Linked DNA regions of Triticum aestivum: region 1 is linked to region 2. The links are chromatin contacts, called in public HiCAR-type maps. All regions are on one chromosome and are shown on one strand. Each heading gives the region's core, a stretch centred on a gene start, on an enhancer-like site or on the middle of the called end of the contact. The rest is flanking DNA. Distances are from core to core; before and after follow the strand shown.

The links. HiCAR-type assays count read pairs that join an accessible place to other places.
Region 1: a contact with region 2 is called in a HiCAR-type map of leaf, with 6 times the contacts expected there. The contact joins the promoter of LOC123169792 here to the promoter of LOC123166807 in region 2. A contact is called at or near these places in 3 of 5 Hi-C or Micro-C datasets (all in leaf) and 1 of 1 datasets of contacts at active chromatin or transcription factors (leaf).

The regions. Positions count from the first base shown.
Region 1 is chr7D:130,123,046-130,128,887 of IWGSC CS RefSeq v2.1, reverse strand. It overlaps LOC123169792 (kinesin-like protein KIN-14L), which reads right to left and starts at 4,433. Exons shown (of 23, transcript XM_044587667.1): 1 at 4,019-4,433; 2 at 3,018-3,141; 3 at 2,247-2,333; 4 at 1,978-2,148; 5 at 1,755-1,861; 6 at 942-1,073; 7 at 628-806; 8 at 16-177. The coding sequence starts at 4,225.
Region 2 is chr7D:129,767,085-129,772,552 of IWGSC CS RefSeq v2.1, reverse strand. It overlaps LOC123166807 (pentatricopeptide repeat-containing protein At3g29230), which reads left to right and starts at 2,952. Exons shown (of 1, transcript XM_044584607.1): 1 at 2,952-4,859. The coding sequence starts at 3,114. The coding sequence ends at 4,523.

The DNA of each region.
Region 1 (5,842 bases), core at 3,184-5,683, 350 kb before region 2:
AGTCATGCTACTTACGCAGAAAGTGACTTTGAGACGTGCAAACAGTCTGTTACATTATCTCTATTGGCATCCTCCTCAAGAAGGCATTCGCTAGCTGGCAAATCTACTAGAGAAAGCTTACTGTACAGATGTTCTCCTGTTACATAATTTCTGTAGTGTATATGGATGGTAATAATCCTGAAAATAAAAGGAATATTTTTTAGTACTCCGTAGAAAAGTTAGTGCCGTGAATGAAAATAAAAATTAAAAAATTATCCAAACAGTGGCTTGTGACAAAAAGTTTCATAGTTACATTGGCAAGAGCAGGGAGCAACAATAGAGAAGGCAATATTAAGTTTCTTCAAAAGTAATGAACCCAGAACACCAAATAATAGTCTGTTTCATCTTCAAATAGGCACCAATGAAGATTTAAATATTCAAAACCTACGAGAGACACTAAGTACCAGAAAAAGGATTAATGCGCCACCAAGGAATAATGCCCTTTTCAAAGATTTATCTGACAAATGTACTAGGGAGTACAAACCAGATATTACATTCATCATTGCATCACAAAAAAGATATTTGACCTAAAAAAGAACAATGTTATGGGGTATGGATGGAGGGAGACAATAGCACTTATTGACATACAGGTGAGATACGATGGCCTTCGTCGAATGTACAGATTGGTTTTGAAGTGCTGTCTTTAGGGCTCCAGAAAATTCCAATGGATTTTCAACCTTCTCCTGCACAAGTTCCACGAAGGATTCTTGCACACCCATGCGGACTTTCAGGGTTGTGCTTCTAGATTCTGACAGCAAATCCCGGACCTGTCCGAAACGAACAGATGCAATTAGGCTGCTGTGATACCAACTATTCAAGGAGAGTGCAGTCATATTCACTTGACACGGAACAACAGCCAAGTGATCATTTGTAGAATTCCACTGACAGAATTGTATTAGTACCTGATCATTGTAGAGTTCACAGGCAGTAAAATAGAAGTTAAAGTGTGATGTGGAAGTAGTATCTGAGTTTGAAAGATCAAATAGTTCCTCAAAGCATCGGAGATACAAACCACGATCATGGCTAGATCCTTCCTGAAAAGAAAGCATGGAAATTTCAGTCAAAGAGTAGTGCATCTATGAATTTAAATAAACATTCAGTCAAGAGCATAGCAAGAACGTAAGCTCCTACGTCTTGTTTTGCAGTACCTGGGATCAGATCTTATCAAACAATAAAGTAATTCTGAGAAACAGGTGCTGCCCTAAAAGTGCACTAAAATATTACAATTAGCCATTGAAGTTATAAATAATAGTGCTGTTTGAGAAGCGTCGTTGCATTCCTTTGTGAACAAGTGATCGACGCTCATCATTCTAATGGCTCTCAATACATTAGTTGCATTTTTTTTCTTTGTTAGGAGACACGAGTTACATGATTGAGTAAGATATATATATTCTAACATACAATCACAGGTTGATAAAATAGACTTTGACTATTGCACCTCGTAAGAACTCAAAGGGTGACAGATTTCATAATGCATGTACCTTTAAGAAAAACCAAGTTAGGCTCCATTCATGGTTTCAGTGCCATGCACTGTGCTATGGGCTTGTCATAATGAAGATATTTGCCAATACCAACATGTTATTATTTTTATAGTATATTTCTTGCAAACAATTCAGAGGGAGCAAGAATGGCATCAATGCAACCTAAACATTCTGTAACTTAGAATGTGTAATTTCATGAAAAACAATTATAAACACATCAGAGTAGATGAAAACCAGTGTATGTGTCTTTCCAGAGCGGCTTTGACCATACGCAAATATGGAGATATTGTACCCATCCAAGGCAGACTGCACAAACGGTTGAACATCGTGGAAAAGTTCACCTTGAAATCATTTGAAGGACAGAATCAGTGTAAGAGTTGTAGATATTACAAAAATATATTGTCGCGCAGTCTAGCACTTATTAATTGCATCCTGCATGGCCCATCATCAATCTTACCTTGCCCAATGTGGGGACCATATACCCTGTCAAACTCATAATCCTTCTTAGGGTTTGTAAGAGACTCATCTCCAGTGTTTACACGGATAGTAAAATCATCTGGAAACTCAACCGCTGATGGACCCTCATCTTCGAATAATGGTCTGCTACGGCAGAATACTTTGACATTGCCTGAAAGATGTTCATAATTATGACTGACGCTAAAAAGACTCCACACACAAAGATGAGTCGTGTGTGTAAGTCAGGCAGTATAGAACATAGTAGAGTACCTTTCAAGGTCAATAAGTCATTGAAAAGTCTTTTCTTCTCATGAATCAAAGGAGTGATTCTAGTTTCAGTTTCAAGTGCAGCTTGATCTACAGCAGCAAAAGATATAATCTCAGGTAACAATGGAAATTATATTACAAATAGATGAGTAACAAAACAGAGCAAGTTGCAACGCATGAAAAGCATGATTCTCTATCTCTTCTGACTATGTACAGTGTGTGATTGGGGGGAAAAAGTGTCCTTAGAACATGATATGATCAAACAACATCCAAAGTCGGTTTGTTATGTCGTTTTAATGCTCAGGGGATAATTTTATTACCAGTGGCTTCATACAGTTACTGTTTGTGGTCACAAGATTATAGAATGTACTTAACTACTTAAGGGACTTATATGTGCTATTCACTGTAACTGCAATACGTCCCAGCTCTTTCAAAACAGAGCGTGAGTACATGAATATAAGAGTTGCACATAACCCACCCCGTAATTTATAAACAGGGAATCATTATATTACAGACACCGGCAGCCATATTATGCTCGCTATGTACCAATGAGAGAAATTTCACTGGAAGCATATAGCTTATTCCAGGAGCCTTCAAAACACAGTACCAACCAGCCCAGCAAAACCACTATCATAATTAACATTAACAAGCCTAAAGGACAAGGAAAATATAAACAACTAGATGTTTATAAATGATTAAACAGGACCCCCTCATTAACACAGGGGAAACGAGGTTAATACTTAACTGAACACCATGAAGAGATATTGAACTTACCTAGTTTCCGAGTTCTATCTGCAAGAAACCCAAGATAGCGAGTGACACGGCCCAATTTTGCATTAGAATACTCAAGAAGGTCACTAGCTTCTTGCCTAAGTTCCAAGCAGTCCTCTCTAGCAAGCTACAAGTGTAATTTATAAAAGTGAGTTTTAAGAAATGATCAAATACCAACACAAGCAGGAACAAGAGAAAAACATGAAGTGAACACGTAATATCATGCACATCAAATCATGTTGATTTGACACAATCATCATAACTCTGGTATTTGCATCAATTAGCAAGAATAGTTTCCTGGAATTTTTCGTGTGAAGGCAAAATTATGAATAACATTGAAAGCGCCGACAGTATTATCCTGCTCAAGTTTGTTTGCACTCCTCATTCCTAGTGAACAGGTAACGGCATCGCCTCCCAATGTGGTTCCAGTTGAGTAATTTCAGTTCCTCTAAATTGATGAAAATCATAACAGCCATTCTTGTCCTCGAATAAACTAAATGAATACAATGTTGGAGCCTGTCGTCCCACCATGGTACTATCTCATGTTGAACTAACACCAGTAACAGAAACACATTGCCCCGCATATACCTATAGCCTCCTCAACTCAACGCATTATTAATAGCTGAGCATAGCCAGACTTGGTTCCTCAATCAAATAAATTTCAAAATTATAAACCGTATATGCAACTAAACTGCAAGTTCAAGCTCTAGGTCCAACAGAGAACCTTGGCTGACACTCCCCAACAGATGGAGCAAAGGCAGTATTGAATCAAAGCAGTGGAATCAGCACGCGTCCCAATCCTCTACCTCAGCCGGCTCATTGATGGATGCGTAAACCCAAAATGCAGGAATCCGCTGAGGCGGCGCGAAACACACGGCAACATCCCCCGCTCCAACGACCCCACCCAGCTAATTAATTAGCCCCATCCCCCGGACAAAAACGAGCTGGGACCGGACACCACAGGCCGCACCACTCAATCCACAAGCACGGAGCGGAGCAAGCACCTGGACGCTGTCGGCGAGCTGGTCGAGGCGGTCGGCGACGGGCATGGCGCCGGACGCGCGGGGCGCCCCCTCGGAGGAGCGGGACACCATGGCCGTCGGCGGCGCCCTGGGCATGGCGGTGGGCGTCGCCAGCGGCGTCCCGGCCGCCGGCGTCCGCGGCTGGAAGCCGGGGAGGTCCCACGACCAGCCCCCGCGCGCGTCCGCCATTGGCGCCGCGACGACCGGAAACCCTAGATCGAGCGCGGCTGTGGTTTAGGGGGCCGCGGGGGCGGGGGGAGGCGGACGAGGCGGTGGTGGTGGTGGTGTGGTGGACGGAGTGGAGGGGGGAGGGGGAGACGCGGCCCCTATTCCTCCTCAATCTATCGCTTCGGAGGGAGGGAGGACAGGGGCCAGAAGTTTTTCCGCTTTCGCATTTTCCGCGGCGTTGTTTTGTTCCCCTCTCCTTGTTCCGGGGGCGGGGGTCGCCCCGCCCGGCCCGATGGGGAGAGCCTTTTGGCATCATCGGTTTTTGCTCTTGGCTCGGCTGTGGTTTGAATTCGCTCGCCGGGGCCCTGCCCCGCCCCGCTGCGGGACCGTGGGAGGATAAATGCTCGGGGTACCCCGCGATGGGATTTATGTTTGGCGGCGACCAAACGCACGGAGGCATTGATTGGGGTATGAGAAAAACACCTGCGTGGAGTAAATGAAACCGTGCGGCCGAGGGAGGAAGTCAATATAAACTGGGAATGATGCCTTCCAGATTTTCAAAGGATAACGAAAAAAGGTCGCTCTCTCTTGTTTGGTTCAGACATCGTTTTAGCTTTTTGATTGATGAAGAAAAACAGAAATGGCAAAATGAAAGCTATGTCGTTGTGGATATTTTTGTATGAAAATGTATGTCAGCCCTAGAATATTGCCAGGTTAAAGACCTACTCAAAAACTGCCCTAGAACAGTTTTGTGTTATCCCACTACTTCTTTTTTTCTTATGAAAAGAAGTCGTGGTCGCTAGTACAAAGATCAAATGATGGAATGCATGCCTCCTCCTATTTTGAATCAAATTTTGACTACCAATCTAACTAAGCAGATATTGTAGGCATCTCCTCGTCTTTAGATGAAAAAATGGGTAGTATAACTGTTTGTTCACTCCGGACCTGTATACATGCCCCATCTTATTTGGAGTCAAATTTTGACCACCGACTTAACTAGAAAAATATGAGCTCTATGCCCTAAAATTTATACCATTGGATTTGTATCCAAAAGATGTTTCCAATGTATACATTTTACTGAAGGTAACTCGTTTTTTTTCCTGATGGTCAAAGTTTGACTAATAATACGAGGGGGCATGTATTCTGGTTCGGAACAACTAGAGAAGGTATGCATAAAAATAGTATAAGATATGAACTTTACATGCTTCATCGGAGCCTGTGGGTTCGCCTTTCCTCTGCCTGCCGCTTTGGCGGCCGGTGGTGGGAAGGGGAATCTCAGTGCCTTCGCTCTAGTTTGTAGTTAGGGTTTTTTAGTCCTCGCGGGTGCGACGCTCAGGCGGATGGCGGCTCTTCTTAGAATTTGTCCTCCGAGCTCTGATCCTCCTCGAGTTCGTTTGTCTGAACGTAGTCGACGGAGCTCCAGCGTAGATTCATGTCGTCTCTTTCAGGCGGTGAGGTTAGTGTTTCTGGAGATTTGGTCTCAGATGCTTCAGATATATGCAAGGATTCAACAACGAAGACTGCAACTCCAGGGCGTTGAGGTTTAGGGGCACACGTGTACGAAGACTTCCCGACTGTTATTGACAAGATCAAGCCGGCTCCGATAAGGGAGCGACGACAGTGGGGCGGCGGCGGCTC
Region 2 (5,468 bases), core at 1,703-4,202:
ATCAAGAGGCAGCAGGTTCGATCGGCTTCAGTTAGCAGCAGTAGTGAAGGAATCGCTCGATCGGGTTCAGTTAACAGCCATCGATCGATCGCTCAGGTTCAGTAACGCGTAGCCTGCAATGCAATCGCTCGGGTTCAGTTAGAGCCCAACGCCTCGCTCGGGTTCAGTTAGAGCGCAACGCCTCGCACCCACGCGCGTACGTGTACGAGAGAAACGCGCATCGCTCAGCTCCCGACCACCCACCGTAACCGGGAACTCCCTGATATTTTTCGTGCCCTCGCTTCTACCATAGTTTTTTCCGTCATGGACGGCCCAAAGAATGTCATGCAGCTGCGTCTCCGGCCCGTCCAGGACGAAAAGTCCATTTTCTGTCATGATTTTTTGTCATAGAAGTAGGAGCCCACCACATCTGTGATGATACCGGGTTTTGTCACAATTATCGTCATAAAAGTGTCATAAGCATGACAGAAAAAAAATTCGTTCGGCCCAAAATATCACGGATGTGTCTTTTTTTGTAGTGCTTGGATGCTTAGAACGTGACGCCTAACCGGCTGGAGGATACACAGTCCTCAAGTATAACAAGTCTTCAGATCACGCAGACAGAAAGACTTCAGTGATGCCTAACACTCTTTGGCTCTGGGTGTTTTGGGCTTTGTCCTCGCAAAGATCTCTCTCTCAAATGCTTCGGAGGTGGGTTGCTCTCAAACGACAAAAGTCGTGCACTAAGTCTGAGCAGCCACCAATTTATGTTGTAGGGGGTGAGCTATTTATAGCCAGGAGGCAACCCGACCTGATTTGTCCGAAATGACCCTAGGTCACTAAGGAACCGACACGTGTCCAACGGTCGGATTTCAACCATACGCGGCAACTTGACTTGGGCTACAAGTAAAGCTGACTCATCCAGCTCTGGACAAGATTTGCTCTCGTTGTCTTCGCTCGAAGACATAGGATTTTGGTTGAGCATCACTTTAGTCACTCTGACTTTGTTCACTTGGACCCCACTTAACAGTACGGTGGTTCCTATGATCAACAAAGAAGAAAAGAAAACTACGAAACAACTATGTCTTCGCACTCCATAGTCTTCACATGAATGTCTTCTCATGTCATAATCTTCATTGTGAATATCTTCACAAACCACCATTGTCTTCAATGTCTTCACACATTTTTAGAGATCATCTCTGGTAGGTAAACCCAATCAATAAGGGACTACTACCTGTGTTATCCTGCAATTCTCACAAACACATTAGTCCCTTAACCAAGTTTATCGTCAATACTCAAAACCAACTAGGGGTGGCACTAGATGCACTTACAGTAACAAACCAAAGGGACACCCATTTTTTCCAAGTTCATAATAAAGAACTTACAAATAAGTTGGATAGGAATACTTGCCTATTTCATCTAATCATAAACTACGGTATAAAATTGATCTGATCGTCGTTGGATGAAAATACCAATTAACATATCATATGCTATTGGATAACCATTTATATTTTTGGCTCGGTATGATAAGCATGTTTACCCTGCAAATGCATTACCTAGCTCACTTTCCCCAATAAATTAATTCACCGGAATACCATACAACTCGAGCAATAAACCAACTCAAGTTGGATAAAATGGGTTTGTATCCAGCAACATGAAGCCACGTGAGCCTGCAAGGGCAGAGGTGCATTACTTGCCAAAAAAAAGGCAAAGGTGCATTTTATGCTAAAATGTGAGCCTGCTCGGCTCGTTAAAGCTCATGGTCGCTAAGGCTTTGGTTCGTTAAGCTTGTTATCCTCGACGAGCTAATATCCAAGATCGACTCGATTTTGCTACACGCTCGCGAACACTCATGAGCACTTGTTAAAGGTTCAACCATAGGTGTCATTGTATCAAATATCAAGTTTGCCGACCACAACTCGCTTGATGCCTTCGCCTCCGTTCGACTACGAGATGAAATGATAAAAGACTAGTGTCATGTAGTCAGAGAACAAGCAATGCGACATAAGATATCTAAAGTGGGGAGTGGGCTACCTAATTGTGATTACATGGACTAGTCACGAGTTACTAAGAATATTAACAAGTTAACGAGATTGCCTCAGTTCGTTGACAAAATGAGCACGTGACAATCAAACGAGCGCTCGTTAAGCTCACCGAGCTTTGAGCTTTATGTTCGCCCCCCCCCCCCCCCCCCACATAATATAAGAGCGTTTTTGACACTAATATAAGAGCGTTTTTAACACTACATTAGTGTCAAAAATGCTCTTATATTATGGGACGGAGGGAGTATTAAATAACCACGTTGCAAGACATTTCGTCGACCCCAGATCGACCCTAAGTGGTCACCGCCTGACAGATGGAAGCCATCCCTACATTTTCAGTGAGACATTGTCAGAGGGCGAGGTGCTCCTGTCATTTCGTTAAGGAGAAGAGAGTTTGACTGGTTTGTAAGAAAAATTAAGCCGAAACCACACAACATTTTGCCCTGGTTAGAGGGTAACCATGCAAAAATTCAAGTGACGAACACAAACAATCCCTAAACGAAGCTAGACTCTACCACCAAGCACACGCCAATGATTGAGTGCCAAAGAGACCCGAGATAAAGGGAAAAACAACGTGGGAAGTAAATAACGCCAAAAAACACCAACGTCACCGACACTAACCCCATCGGGACAAAGGTTTCATCTATACCTCCACGCTCCACCATCCTATCGTATGATGAGAGGGGATGCAAGCCACCCTACGAATAGGAAAATAGGTGCAACTGTAATTTGCTTGCATTTTCGTAGTCAATTGTTTCAGCCAACAAATAGAAAGTGTTTGTGTTTTTTTCGAATCTAAGCGCAACAGGGTTGAATTCAGAATGTCTTTGATGATTGCAATGGATCAGTGCAAAGTCACGAAAGCATTTAGCTGCGTAATTTTTCACAATGCCAAATTTGACAAAACTTGTTGCACAAACCGAAGCGGCCTGCCAAGTGCTTGAGTGTCAACCTGAGAATTATTCTCTCTCTCTCTCTCTCTCTTTTTCCTGTGAAACAAGAACCTGAGAATTCTGACTTGCGCTCAAGTTCACTGTGAATTCAGAGGGCGGCTAATGGAAATTCAGTTTCCTGGGAGAGAAGATACGGCAGATGCAGCCGAGGACGCTTCCGCGCGGCCGCGCCGCCATCCTGCGCGCGGTCACGGGATGCCGCGGCCGCCGGGAAGAGCAGGCCCTCCACTGCCTCGTCTGCAAGCTGGGACTCGCCTCCGACGTCGTGCTTGCGACCGCCTTGCTCGTCCGCTACGGCAGGCGCGGCCTCCTGGCTCCCGCCCAGCGGCTGTTCGACGAAATGCCGCGCAGGGACGCGGTCGCCTTCAACGCCATGCTGGCCGCGCTCGGCGCCTCGGGGAGGGCGGCCGACGCGCGGAGGCTGTTCGACCGAATGCCGGGGCCGGACAGGACCCCCGCGTCGTGGAACACCCTGCTCACGTGCTACTGCAGGGTCGGCGACCTCGCCTCCGCCAGGGCCGTCTTCGAGGCGAGCCTGCGCGCGGCGACGAGCAGCGCCGTCTCGTGGAACGCGATGGTCGACGGGTACTGCAAGGCCGGGCGGATGGACGCCGCCCGGGAGCTGTTCGACCGTATGGGCTCCTCGCTGCGGGACGTCGTCACGTATAACACGATGATGGCCGGGTATCTGCGCCGGGGAGACCCCGCCGCGGCCATCGCGATGTTCCGCCGGCTGACGCAGGATGAGGGGCAGGCGCCGAGGCCCACCGCGGTCACCATTGCCACCGTGGTGACTGCTTGCACGCAGGTGGGGGACTTCGGCTTTGGCCGGGCGGTCCATCTCTCCACCCGGCAGCTGCTGGGGACAAGCACCGACGCGGTGCTGAGCAACGCCCTCATGGACATGTACTTCAAGTGCGGGAGCGTGGACCGCGCGCTCGAGGTCTTCAGCGCCATGCCGTCCGGCGCGCCCAACCTCTTCTGCTGGAACACGGTGATCGCGGGGCTAGGCAGGAACGGCCGCGGCGAGGATGCCGTCAGGGCGTTCCGCGACATGGTGGAGACGAGCAATAAGAACAACGAGGTCAGGCCGGACTCGGTGACGTTCGTGGCGCTCCTGTCGGCGTGCAGCCACTCCGGTCTGGTGCGCGAGGGCCGTGAGCTCTTCGCGGAGATGCTGCCGGCCCACGGGGTGGCTCCCGGGGCGGAGCACTACGGCTGCATGGTGGACCTGCTGTGCCGCGCGGGGCTGCTCGGCGAGGCCGTGCGGCTCGTGCGGACGATGCCCGTCCGGCCCAACGCCAAGGTCCTGGGGTGCCTGCTGCTCCATGCGCGCAGCTCGGGGGACGGCGTGACGGCGAGCGAGTGGGCGGCGAGGCGGATCGCGGAGCTGGACGGCCGCGACGGCGCCGCGTACGGGCTGTCCAACCTGTACGCGTCGCTGCAGAGGTGGGATCACGTCGAGAGGCACCGGAGCGGGCTGGTGACCGTGGCCGCGGCGAGCGGCAAGGAGCCTGGCCGGACTAGCTACGATCCGCATGTACGCTAGTTCGAGGCACCGACTCGTACGGTTTCTGCAAGCAGGACACACACGTGCACACACACTGCGCCACACAACGACAGCGGTGACAGTGAGCCCCCACGTTTGCAGTGACGTTGGCGCGATGTAAGCATGTGCGATGGCACTCAACGGATGCGAAGGTGAGGAACCTTCCCGTGTCTTCTTCCTATCGACGCCTGGGGCAAAAGTGACAGTTTTGGTTCTATATGCAAAAATGGTAAAACAAATTGCACGTGCTGATTGGAAAAAATTACTGCAGGTAAGCAAGGAGAAACTGTAAGAATTTTTAAGTGACCTTTTGTTTATACAACTTTTTGCAAAAGACATTTTCAATCTATTCATATAATCATGATACTACAGAGAAAATTAGAGGTTGCACAAATTTCAACAAGGTCTATAGACCACCTAACGACGACTACAAGCAATAGAGCAAGCCGAAACGTCATCGTCATCGCACCTCCCTCATCAAAGTTCGGCGAATCTTGTTATAGTAGACAGCTCCAAAGGAACAACGCATAGAGTAGCCATCGACAATGAAGAGAGTCGTAGATCGAAAGGATCAAATATTTTTTTCGAAATGGCAGAGTTTCTGCATTCATTAAGAAGAAAAGAGTTGCTCAGTTAATTAGGGAAAATCGAGCAAAAACCAGATTGCCCAGTTGATTATAGAAAACCGGGCAAAAACCATCACAACCGCTGAGCGGCACACACACAAGAGACCCACGCACACCACTCCAATGAGGGCATCGCCGAGACAGCACGCAGGCGTCATCGTCATCACTCTTCTTCTAGAGGCATCATTACCATCCCTAAACCTTGAGCAAACGACTCCGACTTCGCCGTAGGCGATCGTCGAGTCAACTCACACCGAAGAGGCCATGTGGGGGTGTATGAAGATCCGTGCCAAAACTCAGCCACCTGCGACCAGACAGC